Regions from separate parts of the Mus musculus genome. Here regions 1 and 2 are each linked to region 3. The links are chromatin contacts, called in public promoter capture Hi-C maps. All regions are on one chromosome and are shown on one strand. The core of a region is the stretch at or near the end of the contact, and the rest is flanking DNA. Distances in the headings are between cores, read along the strand shown.

The links. Promoter capture Hi-C pulls out the DNA fragments that hold promoters and counts their contacts.
Region 1: a contact with region 3 is called in a promoter capture Hi-C map of the HPC-7 cell line. The contact joins the promoter of Smim10l2a here to the promoter of Rbmx in region 3. A contact is called at or near these places in 4 of 39 promoter capture datasets (the 3T3-L1 cell line, the HPC-7 cell line and cranial neural crest).
Region 2: a contact with region 3 is called in a promoter capture Hi-C map of hippocampal neurons, with 5 times the contacts expected there. The contact joins the promoter of Fgf13 here to the promoter of Rbmx in region 3. A contact is called at or near these places in 5 of 39 promoter capture datasets (cranial neural crest, hippocampal neurons, liver and 1 more).

Annotation. Positions count from the first base shown.
Region 1 is chrX:56,373,065-56,377,461 of GRCm38.p6, forward strand. Smim10l2a (small integral membrane protein 10 like 2A) reads left to right here and starts at 1,453. Exons shown (of 2, transcript NM_183030.2): 1 at 1,453-2,144; 2 at 2,966-4,397. The coding sequence starts at 1,573. The coding sequence ends at 1,809.
Region 2 is chrX:59,132,754-59,136,860 of GRCm38.p6, forward strand. It overlaps Fgf13 (fibroblast growth factor 13), which reads right to left and starts at 1,683. Exons shown (of 5, transcript NM_010200.3): 1 at 1,124-1,683. The coding sequence starts at 1,310.
Region 3 is chrX:57,390,773-57,395,424 of GRCm38.p6, forward strand. It overlaps Rbmx (RNA binding motif protein, X chromosome), which reads right to left and starts at 2,264. Exons shown (of 9, transcript NM_011252.4): 1 at 2,080-2,264; 2 at 795-926; 3 at 500-606. The coding sequence starts at 903. Snord61 (small nucleolar RNA, C/D box 61) reads right to left here and starts at 737; the gene lies at 676-737.

The DNA of each region.
Region 1 (4,397 bases), core at 203-2,702, 1.0 Mb before region 3:
TGCACTTACTCTGCCTAACCTACTGAACGTAAGCATCGCGCTGCAATGTGGAACCTTGGCTGTTTTGCCCTCACTTTTGCAGAGATGACCGAACAGTTCCCTGCATCTCTGGAGATGACCTGGCTTTGGATTGGATTCGGTGGACCCTGTTGATAGAAAGATCAGATGTTAACATGAAAGAGCGACCAGCAAATCCAACAGAAAAGCAACAAAATGCATGCGCCATTGAGTTGATGGCACTGTGTGGGACATTTTAGTACACTAAGAGTACACATTGAGCCACCCATAGCGCTGGCCACATATGTGGCAGAGGATGGCCTTGTTGGACATTAGTTGGAGAGGCCCTTGGGCCTGAGGGGGTTCCATGCCCCAGTGTAAGGGAATGCCAGGGCGGGAGGATCCTCACAGAGGCAGGGGGAGAGGGGATGGGATAGGGGGTTTCTGAAGGAAAGACCTGGAAAGGGGAAAACATTTGAAATGTAAATAAAGAAAATCCAATCCAAACAAAAAAAAAAAAGAAAAGAAAAGAAAAGAAATTGAAGGAATGTCTTAGGTAATGACTCAATCTGGCTATTTTTTTAAATGGTTATTCAAAAAGAAGAGAGTTACAGCAGACTAAGAAGACAGGAAAGAGAACTAGAAATCTGGATTACAGACAGTGTGATACAATTAGGTATGAGGACTAAGTTCTAGGTTCCTAGAGGACAAATCAGTGGCTATAGATTATAACAACCTATTGTGTTTTTAAATAGAACTAGAAGAGAGAAGGCTCCAAACACAGAGAAATAATAAGGTGAGAGGTTAATTACTATGATTTGATCTTTATGCATTGTATACATGGATTTAATTGTCACACTGTATAACTATGTAAAATTACGCCAACAAAAAGGACCGTAAGAAAATAAACATACATAAATAATTGAGATGTTAAGGAAAGAGAAAGGGGTAGAGAGAGAGAGAGAATAAAGAAAGGTGCAATGAGTCCTTTGACCTGGCTTCCTGGGGAGACAGTGGAGGGTGTTAGCGTGCATAGGAGAGAATTTCTGGGTATAGTTTCCTATCGAAATATCAATAGTTCCCAAGAGCTAGCCCTTAACTCCCCCACACCCTTGCTTAGCCGATTTCCCCAGTGAATCCTAGGAACACACCTTCTAGGCCACTCAGTCTTTGTACACACTAGGAAGAAAGAATACGATGAACAGGTGGGACAAACACTTGGAAGGTTTGGGACTTCGTGGAGAGAGGGTTCCTATCCATGGGATTGTGTCAATCCGGTGAAGCAAGTCTGGCCCTAGCCCTACAGCCATTGTGCAGCAGCTGGACCCTGTATGAGTTAATGATACCTGCGGAACTAGCAGAAGGACTTCTGCCTCCAGCCTGCATTGAGGGGGCGGAGCTGAGCAGCGGCAGGTCTGGAGAGAGGGCGGAGAGCTACAAAGGCGGCGGTGCTGGGGGTGGAGCATTGAAGGCTGCACGGACCCGGAGCCCTTGGGCGGGGTTGCGGACAGAGTGGGGTGGCGTGGCGCAGCGCATTGAGCTGGCTCTGCAGCAGGTGAGCGGTGAGCCAGGCCAATGGCGGTGACTGCGGCCCTCTCTGCTGCTGCTGCGGCGGCGGCCCTGTCTGGCCTGGCAGTGCGACTGTCGCGTTGGGCGGCGACACGCAGCTCCTACGGTGCGTTCTGCAAGGGGCTCACGCGCACGCTACTCACCTTCTTCGACCTAGCCTGGCGCCTGCGCGTGAACTTCCCCTACTTCTACATGGTGGCCTCAGTGATGCTCAACGTCCGCCTGCAGGTGCGGATCGAGTGAGCAAACGCCCTCCGCCACGGAGGAGAGGGCCATCCGCGCCTTCCGCGCCATCCTGGCGGCCGCAGGAAGGACAGCGGGGCGCACAGTGCCTCCAGACTGCGGCGGGGGGCGCAGGCGGCACGGCCCGGGCCCCTCCATTTTAGGTCTCTGCGAAGGGCCTGAGGAACCACATCCCATACCGCAAAAACCTTCACAGCCCAGTCCTTTTCCTCTGCATCCAGAGAATCACCAGAGTCTGGCAAACCTGTTGCCTCCCCATTGGCCAAAAGCGGGAGAGCCCAAAAGAGAGCATGCTACTACCACAGGACTTGATTTACCAGGCTCTGTGCCTAAAGGTAGGCGACCACAGGTTGGAATGGTGGGGGGGGGGGGTATGTGGCCACTGCATGTAAATACCCAGACTGGTTTATGGAAAGAGAGAATGCAGCGGGGCACACCGGCTGCCTGGTAGAGTGATTCATGATGGGGCGAGGGGCATCTTGGAGAGTCAGCTCATCACCAGCACACTGTCAGAGAACCCCCCGCCCCCGCCCCCACTTTCCAGGCATCCAACCCCTTTTTATGCAGAGGACTCCTGAGATGTCACCTGAACCCTAAATGGGAGAGGACTGGGCCAGTGAGGTCTCAGGAAGGCCCTAGACAGTAAAGATTATCCATCCATCTCTACCTAAGTCAGGTGAGCAGATAAAATGAACAGATCTTTTTGAGCCAATCCGAAGGCTGTCTCCTTCTTGGCAGGGAGGCCCAAGGATACTCTCTGCAGCTGTGCACAGCCCTTCCCAAATTGCCTGGAGCACTGTTGGGGATGGGGCAGGGGACTGGACTCAGCCACTTATTCCCCTAACCCGGTCTGAGGACCTTACTGAGGCTCTGCATCTGCAGACAGGGAAGAACAGGAAATACTTGGCTCTAGCCATCTCTTCCCCCACAAGCTGCTTCTCCCACCCTTTCCAGGCTGCCCAGGCTCCCTGAAGGACCTGCAGTGACACACTGGAGACCCAGAAGCCCATCTACCAGCCATGAGTGGCATGTCTGCTGTGTGCCACAGGGTGTGGAGAAGTGGGAAGGACTCTGGAAGCAGGCAGCTGCTCTCCGAATAGGGTAGAGAAGGGGAATGCACAGGAGGCCAACTCTGAAGTCTCTCTTTCTTTTTCAGGCATTGGTCTTCTGGGTGATGGCTCAGCCCTTCACTGAACATTTCAACTCGAATCCTAGAGGTGCCATTGATTCTGTAGCAGCACGGCTAGCAGCTGAGTGAAGAGCCTGCCTAGAAGGAGAAGAAGAAGAAGAAGAAGAAGGAGAAGAAGGGCCTTTCTGGTGAGCCCAGAGGGGTGAGGTGGCTCAGGTCACCTGGTCCCTCCACAGAAAAGGGTGGACACTTGGACACTGATATCTCCTGGCAACACTGTGAGGGAGATGTGTTCTCCCACCTCATGAACTCCATGGGGCTCAAGGAAGTGCCTGGGGTTTGCCCTTGTTACACAGAGAAGAGAGCTCAGCCTGCCCTGGACCGGCATTCCTCCACCCTTTCTGCAGTTTCTTCATGACCTGGCAGGACATTGGGGTTGGGAGGGAGTGGAGAGCTAGCAAGGGACCTAGGGAGAAAGAGGGGGCGTGAGATAGACGAGCTAGGCATCTGCATTTCCTTGGGGTGGTCTGGAAGACAGGTGAACAGTTGATTTCATAAACAGAGGGGAAGACTCAAGAATTTTCTAAAATGTGTAGTCCCCTACCAGAACCAACCCCCCCCCCCAACTTGACTGGTGCTTGACCGAGGGCTCCTGAGCACTTGTGTGCTAGGAGACTGCAGTGAGGATGGCATTGTGGTTTATAGGGTCATGATGTCACTGGAAGGTTGAGGAGATGTGGGCTGAGACCCATGCTAAGGCCCTGTTTCTCTGTTCCCAGGCTTGCAGGCCTGTCCCTGGCATCACATGGGAAACCTCATCCAGATAAGCTGGGGACAGCCTGTCCAGGAGGCCCTCTGTAGGCTAGAAGTTGTGATCTCTAAATGACCAAGGACAGCTCAAGGGATACTTTTACTTCTTATCCCACAGTCCCCCAGCTCCTCTGGCACTGGTATCTCAAGGTCTATGCACTCCATCCCTGATATGGAAACCTTCAGCATGCCAGCCAGCCCCAGGGACAGAGTGGCCCAACTGCCCACTCCGAGTCAGGGACCCAGATGAAGATCTCAGTTTGTCTCCCCCAAAGGGCACAAGCTGAAAGGTGGCTGCCACATGGCCTCTGCTACTCACCATAGGGCAGGACTGATGGCTTCCTTCTCCCAAGTTTCACTAGTAGTCCACGTATGTATAGTGGAATGTGTGTGCGCATGGGCTTGTATGTAAATGTGTGTGATGGGGGTGGATCCATTGGGTAGGGAGAGAAGCTCCTGAGAATCCCCTGTGTTCCAAGTACAGGAAGGATCACATGGCCTACTGGGAGAAATGAGTGTGAGGTCCGAGGCCCCTTCCTCTTAGACCTCACACTACAGGGAAGCCCATCCCTGGCCATGCTCAGGCATGGGCTATGGTGTGAGATCAGAGACACTGATATTAGGTAGACTTTGGGGCCAGTGGTGTCAG
Region 2 (4,107 bases), core at 433-2,932, 1.7 Mb after region 3:
TTTAATTTATTTGCTTTCATTGAATACCGACACCTGCATTAAAATAATATTTATTGGTGTCACATAATCACACGTTGTAATGGCTTTTTTAAACAAATTTAATTCACAGCTTATGCATTACAAACTTTGTGCAAACTGAAGACGTATGCCTGCTTTTGGAAATTCCAGGGTGTGTAGAACACACAGAGAAATAACTGATGGATGAGTAAGTCTGGTTTGCTGTAATACTTGTCAAATAAAAGGCAAGAAAATGGTGCGGACGGTTTATATGGTCAAGAAAGGTAAATAAACTGCCTGCTCCCCTCCCTGCCCCCACCCCCACCCCCAAGGTCTACCTTGACGCAACCTGACACCTAAGGCTTTTGGAATTTCTTCTGTCGCGGAAATACCTTGCCACTCAGCACTGAAATGGTCCAAAAGGACCCACAACCTGAAGATGATTTAAGTGCTGTCTTTTGTCTTGTATTTAATGTCAAGTTATCAGTTTTACTAGTCTGACCAGGTCACTAAAATCTTTGACGCAAGGTTCTAGAATTATTGCCACCACCACAACCACCCCCCCTCCAGCAAACGCTTCAAAGCTGCCCCACAAGTCACGTCTGTCCCGAAAAGAAATGGAATGCCTAAACAGTGGAAAACTCATAGCCCTTGGGACTGGAACCTGGAGGGGAAGGGTCTGGCTGGCAGTGATGAAAGCAAGATAGGAGTTCCCCGGCTTTTCCAGGAGGGATGGGCAATGAAGTCAGCCCTGCTCCTCTCTTGCGATCTCCAAACCTACAGGACAGCCTGTCTGGGTTACGCCTTCCCTTAGCCCAGGGGCATGCACACCCATACATGCATGTGGCAGGTCTGAAGAGGAGGGCGCACCTCCAGGGCAAGCTATGCTCCTGGGCTCTGTGCCTGTCCCAGGGCAGTTGCATTGCAGCAAGCCTGTTTAACTGTTACAGAGGCAAGGAAAAAAAAAAAAAAAAGCAATCGCCTTCCCACGCACGCACACCGGCTAGGGGGCCTCATCTGCACAAGCTAGGCTCCAAACTCACCTACGCTTCCATGCCGCCCCCAACCCCCTTCACAGTCGCAAAGTAAGAGAGGGCAAAGATAAAAGGCAAAGCCCCTTTCCGACCTGGTCTCCTTCTGCGCCTCTTCTTGGAGCCAAAGAGTTTGACCCGGGAAAAGACGTTTAACTTGTTTTTGTCGCAGCTGGTCTTGCCTTTGCTGGGGCTGCTGACACACTTGCAGGCATTGGATTTCTCGCGCTCGCGGGCTTGTCTCTTTTGCCGGATGAGCGAGCTGGCGATAGCCGCCGCCATGGCCACGACGCCCACCACCACCACTTCTTCGGGGGCCCCTCTGCCTTCGCCTCCTCTCGCTCCTCCGCTGCTGCGCTGCTCGCGCCTTGGCCGCCTGGGTCTCCTTAGCCTGCGCTTGCTTGGCCGGGGCTTCTGGGCACTCCGGCTTCAGTCGCGGAGGGGGCTCAGCATGCCTTCTGAGCTCCTCCGAAGGTGCTCGGGCTCCCGCGCGGGTTCTGGTAGCCTTGGTCCGAACCGACGCCACAGCCCCGGGCCGGGATGGCAGGCGAGACTAGCAGGAGGCAGGCAGAGAGCTGCGCTTGTGACTGCGTGCGCTCGGCCCCTGAGCCCCGAGGACACGGTGCAAGTCCAAGCGGCTCGGGTCGGAGTTTCGCGGCACCCCCGCCCTGTGTCGCGTGGAGGGGGCCGGAGGAGGGAGGCGGGCGGAGGGAGAGCGCGCGGGCGGGAGAGAGGCCGCGGGCGCGGGCGGCGGGCGCGAGGAGGGAGGAGGCAGCGCACGGGGGAGCGCGCCCTCGCCCTGGCCCCTCCGGCGCTTCCACTAGTCCTTGCAACTTCGCCGCCTGAAGACCGGCAAAAGTTGGCCGGTGCCAGCTTTCCCGCAGGGATCAAACAGGTAATGGCCTGGCATCGTCGCTGTGGCTGCTGCTCTGGGCGCGGCACCGTCGCAGCACAGGAATTCAGTCGCTGCAGGCACCCTCCAGAAGAGCGCGACAGCCTGGCGGAGGCCCCCTCCCTGTCTCGGCGGCCCCTCCCTCCCGGAACCCAGCTACTGGCTCCCGCCCGCCCGCCGCCCCCGACCGCCCCACCCCCCGGGTGCAGAGTCCCCGCTCCCACGAACACCTGTAGAAGATCAAGACACTGCCCCGTTGCCCAAAGCCCTCTTTCCTTTTCCCTAAAAGAGGCTTAGGGAGAAACAGTGATGGAGGAGGCACTTAGGGTGAGATAGTTGCCTTGCAGGAGCTGGGCTGTGCTGGGCTTTGGGGCTGGGAGAAGAGGAAAGAGGGTGTGCATTGAGTACAGGACTCAGAGTTAGCCCCAGCCAGAACCCCAGAAGTTGCCCAGACTCCTGCACATGGCTCAGTAATAGCCCACATCCCACCAGAGACCTGCGGAGATATTTTGCATGGCGACACTTGTAGCCCTTCAGGAGAGGAGGCCAGGGCACACAGACGGGTTCAGCCCCCACTATAGCGGCAGCAGCAGGCACTGCAGAGCTGCTCCAGCACACCACGCTGCCACCCAGTGGTTTCTGCTGACTTTTCCTTTCGTGCTGAAGTGTACTGGCCAAGCCTCGTTGTTTTTTTTTGTTTTGTTTTTTTTTTCTCCTCGTCGCCCCCTCATCTGGCCATTTGGGAGCCACGCAGTGAGCCTGGACGTGTACCACGGGCAATATTGGGGGAAAAGAGCATAGCCCAGATCTTCATTTCAGCTCTGCTCCATCCCCCATTTCCTGCTTCCTTCTTTTACTTCTTCCTCAAAACCAAAAAGATTCATCTATAACCCCCAATTCTGGAATCAGCTTGGCCTTTTACTAGCTAATTTGTACTAATAGGTTCTTTCTCTCAGTCCTTGTAAATGCATTAATGAGATCATTAGTCCGTCCACCTCTGTACCTTTAGATGCTATTATTTTGCTGTTTTGTTTTAATCTCCAAGGCTAAATAGAAAGCTCTACTAGGGCTCTACGCTTTTTGTACTGGACCCTCTCCTCTTTCCCAGGTCATTTCAAAATAAACTAAAATGCAAAACCAATGCTTAACTTATCCAGAGTCTCTGAGAAAGCAAAGAAAACATCAGCTTAATTCATGGAGCGAAGACCCCTGGTTTGCTCCCACTGTGTCTGGAATGCCTGCACAGTTGGAGCTCCTCTTGTTCACTGTATTCCCATTTCCTTGTCATATAGACAACATCAGTCAAAATCCATTGAAAATTATTGATGAATGCGTGGTTGGTATTGATTCCAGATGGAAGAAGAGATGTCTCCACTCAGAAAGAACAATTGGTTAAATTTCAGGAACTAGGAAGGGAAGTATTTCATCGTAAGCTAGATCAGAAGAAACTTTGACCAGGACCAGATATTTGGGATTTGGAATGAATTTACTCTGGTACCTTATTCAAGGGCCCCTGTTCTTCAACTCATATTGCTTTTGGAATTCCAGGTCCAGTATATGAAAACGCTAAACAAGGACAAAGGTTTTATTTAGAAAAGGAACAGACTTGGCAAAGGATTAGGAAATATTACAAGGAAATGAAAAGGGCTTTCCTACATAGTTTTTCATCCATTTCTCCAGGAGAACTATTTACCATTTGCTTAAATAACCCCGGAATATTTTTAGAGTGCCTGTGGATTTATTGTCTTCTCTTGGTTAGATACTGTCAGTAAACAGACTCATAGAAGAAGACTTGAGCATATACAGCCAAGAGGGGCAATTACCATTACAAAGTACAAGTACGCAAACATCATCTGCTCTCCTAGTCCTTATGTACCATCAACTTGTTTGTGTTTTGACTGCGAATTGAACTCTCTGGCATGAGCACATGGGTCCACTGGGCCAACACTGACAACTTGAGTCCATGGGTATTTGCAAATACCTTTCCTGCTCAAATTCGTTTCTTCTCAGTTATTTCTCTAAACTTTATTTTTAGCTATTGCATAAAATATAAAAAAAAATTAAACTTACAACGGAAGTACCACAGTCTCTTAAAGCATGTATATTGTGTAATGTTTTATGTTAAAAACACCTGGTCAAATACTATTTACCATGAAAATCTTCAAGTTTTGAAATATACAGTCCATT
Region 3 (4,652 bases), core at 1,014-3,513:
CTCAACACTTGAAATGCAATCCCAGCACTCAGGAGGCAGAGGCAGGTGGATTTCTGAGTTCGAGGCCAGCCTGGTCTACAGAGTGAATTCCAGGACAGCCAGGGTTACACAGAGAAACCCTGTCTCAAAAAAAACAAACAACAAAAAAAATAAATAACCCTTAGCATTAGCCACAAAATTTGGTTGTGGAATCACAATAAAATTCAGTCTAGAGACTGGGCATGGGTCTATTTCTGACACACCGAGGAAGATCTGTGAGTTTGAGGTCAGCCTGATCTTAGTCAAGACTACAAAAGACATTGAGTCAAGACTGACTCAAAAAAAAAAAAAAACCAATAAAATAAAATTCAGGATAGTAGTGTCTGTGAACAGAAGTCTCTTAATATGCATGCATACACAAAATAAAAATTTCAGAGCTCTGCTGGACTGAAACTTAGATAACACTTTTTAGTTATTTTTGTCACTAAGAAACACCTTTTTATTAAGCAGACAATCATACCTTTCCATTCATGTCTCTGGCAGCATCCTTTGCATCTGCTGGGCTTTCAAAAGTGACAAAAGCGAATCCTCTTGACTTATTCGTTTCTCGGTCCTTCATCAAAAGAACTGAAACAGTTGGGGGGGTGGGGTTTAGTTTCATTCAAACAAAGATAATCAGCGCACATCTGCGAGAAGCAAGCTCAGAACTTCTTAGAGGACAATGCATTTATCATGTCGGAAGATCAGTGGATTCAAATTCATCACAGCTTGTCTTTTAATTTTATTAATATATCATACGATTTTAGATAACTCACCTTCCACTATTCGTCCATATTTGCCAAACACTGCCTCAAGGGCTTTCTCATTCGTCTCTGTATTAAGCCCACCAATAAAGAGCTTTCCTGGGCGATCTGCTTCAACCATTTTTCCTCTTAACCGATGGGGGTCTGCTGAAAAATGGTATTATTATCTCTCTGTAGAAAGTCCCCAAAGTTTATTGAACAGCTTAATTATGGCTCATGTTTTGTTAAAATCTTTATTCTTTAGTAACTAAAGATACCAATAAACCTCAAGTGTGGTAGAAAATCAATTGAAATACTTTGGCTAACAGTGCAGCGCAATTTTCATTAACAGGGTTAAAAGGGCCTGCCTAATTTACCATCTTCATCTGCCCTGCTTTTAGTCAATGAAGAGCTACTCAACACTTAAAAAGGCTACTTTTAAATGTATTTTACTTTTAATATAAGATTGCAACCTTAGAGTGCAGGAATTAACAGAAGGGGGCCACCACACCTGGCTATGGTCTTGATCTCTTATCTTTAAAACATTCCGTTACCTATCAACCTACTTGCTATCCGCCCCACCGCCCCCAACCCGAAGCCAAAGGTATAAAAGACTTCCTATTCATTCAAGGTCACCAGCCAGACACACCAAGTAAGGAGCAAGCCCTTTCCACATTTAGATTCCCTAGTTAAGTTTAGGGACAAATCTCTACCTTAGGACAAAGTCGCTGCATCTAGCCCAACGAAAGATTGTTAGTTATCCGATCGAAAAGAAAAAGTGCCAGAGTCCGAAGATAACGGAACTCAGAATCACACACTCTTAACACTCTTTTCCAGTCCTGACACCTAATTAAGACTCATTAAAAACCGCGTGTTAAAGACAAAATGGCGACACTTGGAACGAACCCAGAACCACCAACAGCCTCCGGACGAACTAACTTTTGCATTGACAGTTGCAGCGAAAACTCAGAAAGCTTCCTCTCCTTGCCGCCAAGGACCAGAGGAAGCCTCAGAAGTCCACCAGCCTATCATTAGCACGGACGCTATTCTGGTGTTACTCCCGCGGTCCCAGCACGTCCCGCCCCACCTACAAAGCTGCGCCCTCCGCCCTCCCGCGACAGGGGACAGCCAAACCTCCGGGAGACGCACTCAGATAACTGACCCCATAATGTGCTGCTTCCACCCCTTCTGCTTTAAATAGGTTGACACCTTTGGGTGTCTTAAAATGGCGCCCGCCGCCACTATCTCCCGGGAAACAAATGACATCCAGCTCTAACAAGTCTGTATGGAAAACAGGCCAAGGAAAGGAAAGTCCTACCCGAGGGGACTGCGACGGTCTCAAGCTCCTCTGAGCTCGCCGACCGGACCTCCCGAGCAGCGCCGCACCAGTGACAGCTACCGATTTTCAGAACGGAACAGAAATGACGCTAGGACGACTGCGCAACGAGGGCGAACAAAGGAGACTGCAATCTTTATACTACCCGGGAACGAGGCTGAAGAACCCGGATGGAAATTAAGCTTAGAATTTGAAGCACGAAGGGAGGGGAGGGAGTGGTTCCCAGATTCTTCATTGGCTGTTCCCTTTGTCATTCACTAGTCACTCCGCCTCTTTCCTGTGTCTCTTAAAGTTCTGGCCGGTGCCGGATTTTAACCGTTTGCCCTGCCCCCATCCATTCTCCTCCAAGGCGCCTTTTAGCTTCGCTAAATATGCTAAAACACTGGACGGGATTTATTGACTAGAGAAGTAAATTTATTGAGCAACCTATTAGGTCAAACAAGGCGCAAAACTTTTACTTTTGCATGAAAATCCTAATTCCAAAAGCAATGTGAAAAAACGGTAGAATGCCAACGTTATAGAAATAAGAAACAAAGAAGTTTCGTTGATACTCAATAACTGGCTAAATTTTCTTGAGCAATAAGTAATACATTGGAAGAATCTGTTAAGTAAGTGTTAAGTGAAAACAGAACTTGATGACATTACAAAAATATCATTCATATAGAACGATTACTGAGTACCTACTTGATTTCTGTGCAAGTGAGACCAGAGTCAGGTGCCTCGGGGTTAAGACTGTCAAACAAAAATCCCTGACGATAGTTGGGAGTGCTTACCCACACATTTCATCCCAGTATTTGGGACGCTGAAGTAGGGCAGTTACGCGTTTCAGCACAGACTGGCTTTGTTAGAGTCTGTCTCAAACACCAAACCAAACAAAAAAAAAAAAATGCTACCAAGCATGCTTGAACTTTAAGTGAGCATTCTTAATTTGTTTTGTGTTTTGAGACAGTACCAGTCAGGCTGAGAGTGGTCTTGGAATTCACAGCTCTGATCCTGCCTCAGATTTCCAAGTGCTGGAATTACAGGCATGAGCTACCAGACCAGGTTCTGCATTCTAAATTTTTATCTGCTTGTGAAAGAAAAATAACAATTTAACCTAGAGGGGATTTTCTTTTCATTTCTTTTCTTTCCTTTTTCCTTTTTTCTTTTTCTGTTCCTGTCTGGCTGTCCTACAACTTGCTCTGCAGACCAGGCTGGAGATCCCTGTCTTTGCCTCCCAAGAAAAACGATTTTAGATACCAGCCTTTTATACTATGGATCATATTTCCTCATATGGGGTGATAGAATTGAATGTGGGCATAGTAGTAAAAGTGGCAATAATAAAAGGTTTCTGATACATAACAAAAATTCAATTCAAAATCAAATATATATGAGATATGTGGAAAGATTTATTAGAATGACTTACAGACTGTGGACCAGGTAATGCGACAATGACTGACTATGAACCCAGAAGTTCCTCAGTCCACGAGGCTGGATGTAGAGGCTGGTCTTCAGTAGATGCTAGAATCCCTAAAAAGTAGGCTCTAATGCCAGTGAAGGAATGCACTTGCTAGCAAGGTGAGAGCAAGCAGGCAAAAAGCAAAGGCTTTCTTATTCCAAGCCCTTATCTAGGACTTGGAAAGTATAGCACAGATTAAAAGTGGTTTTAGTACTCAGGATCTGGATTAAAGGTGTGTTTTCCTGCCTCAAGACCCAGATAGTCTTCCCACATCAAAAGATCTGAATTACAGGTGTGTCTTACCAGAAAGGTCAGGATAAGAAGTGGATCTTGCACTGAGTGTGGTGGCACACACCTTTAATCCTAGCATTTCAGAGGCAAGGCAGGCAGATCTAAGTTTGAGGCCAGCCTGGTTTACAGAGTGTGTTCCAAGACAACCTGGGCTACACAGAGAAACCCTGTCTCAAAACACACACTCTCTCTCTCTCTCACACACACACACACACCAAACACAACAAGTAGACCTTCCTACTTCAAATTAGGCAAAAATTCCTCATATACCTATGCCCTCCATTTTGGGGATTTTTAGTTGATTCCAGATGTTGTTAAATTGCCCCCCAAAGACTAGCCATTACACAAAGAAAGGAGAAGGAGTAGTTCAAGGGCAATGTTGAATACTTAATAATTTGATGTTAGCTATGGCTACAAGCAGCTTGGTCCTGTCCCCAAATGACTGCTCTTTGAATTTTAATCCACACAAACAAATGTTAAGAGATGAGCATTGGAGCACACAACCTTTAATTAGAGGGAACCCTAGGCAGGGGGATCCTTGTAAGCTCCAGCCCAGCCAGGACCGTGGAGAGAGACCCTATCGACAGAGGAAAAAGGAATTAAACATTAAATGAATTTTGGCTTGGGACTAGGCCAAAATTTTCAACAATTTCTGAAACAACCCTAACCGTGTCTGATATTACCTATGTATGTGAAGCAGTGTTCTTAGCACTGACTTTCATAAAGTAAAAATATTGACAAACTCTGAAAATATTGAAGAAACTCTAGGTTGTCCAGTATCAAGCATTCAGCCAGGATTATGTGTAGTGAATTCTGCATAGTTTAT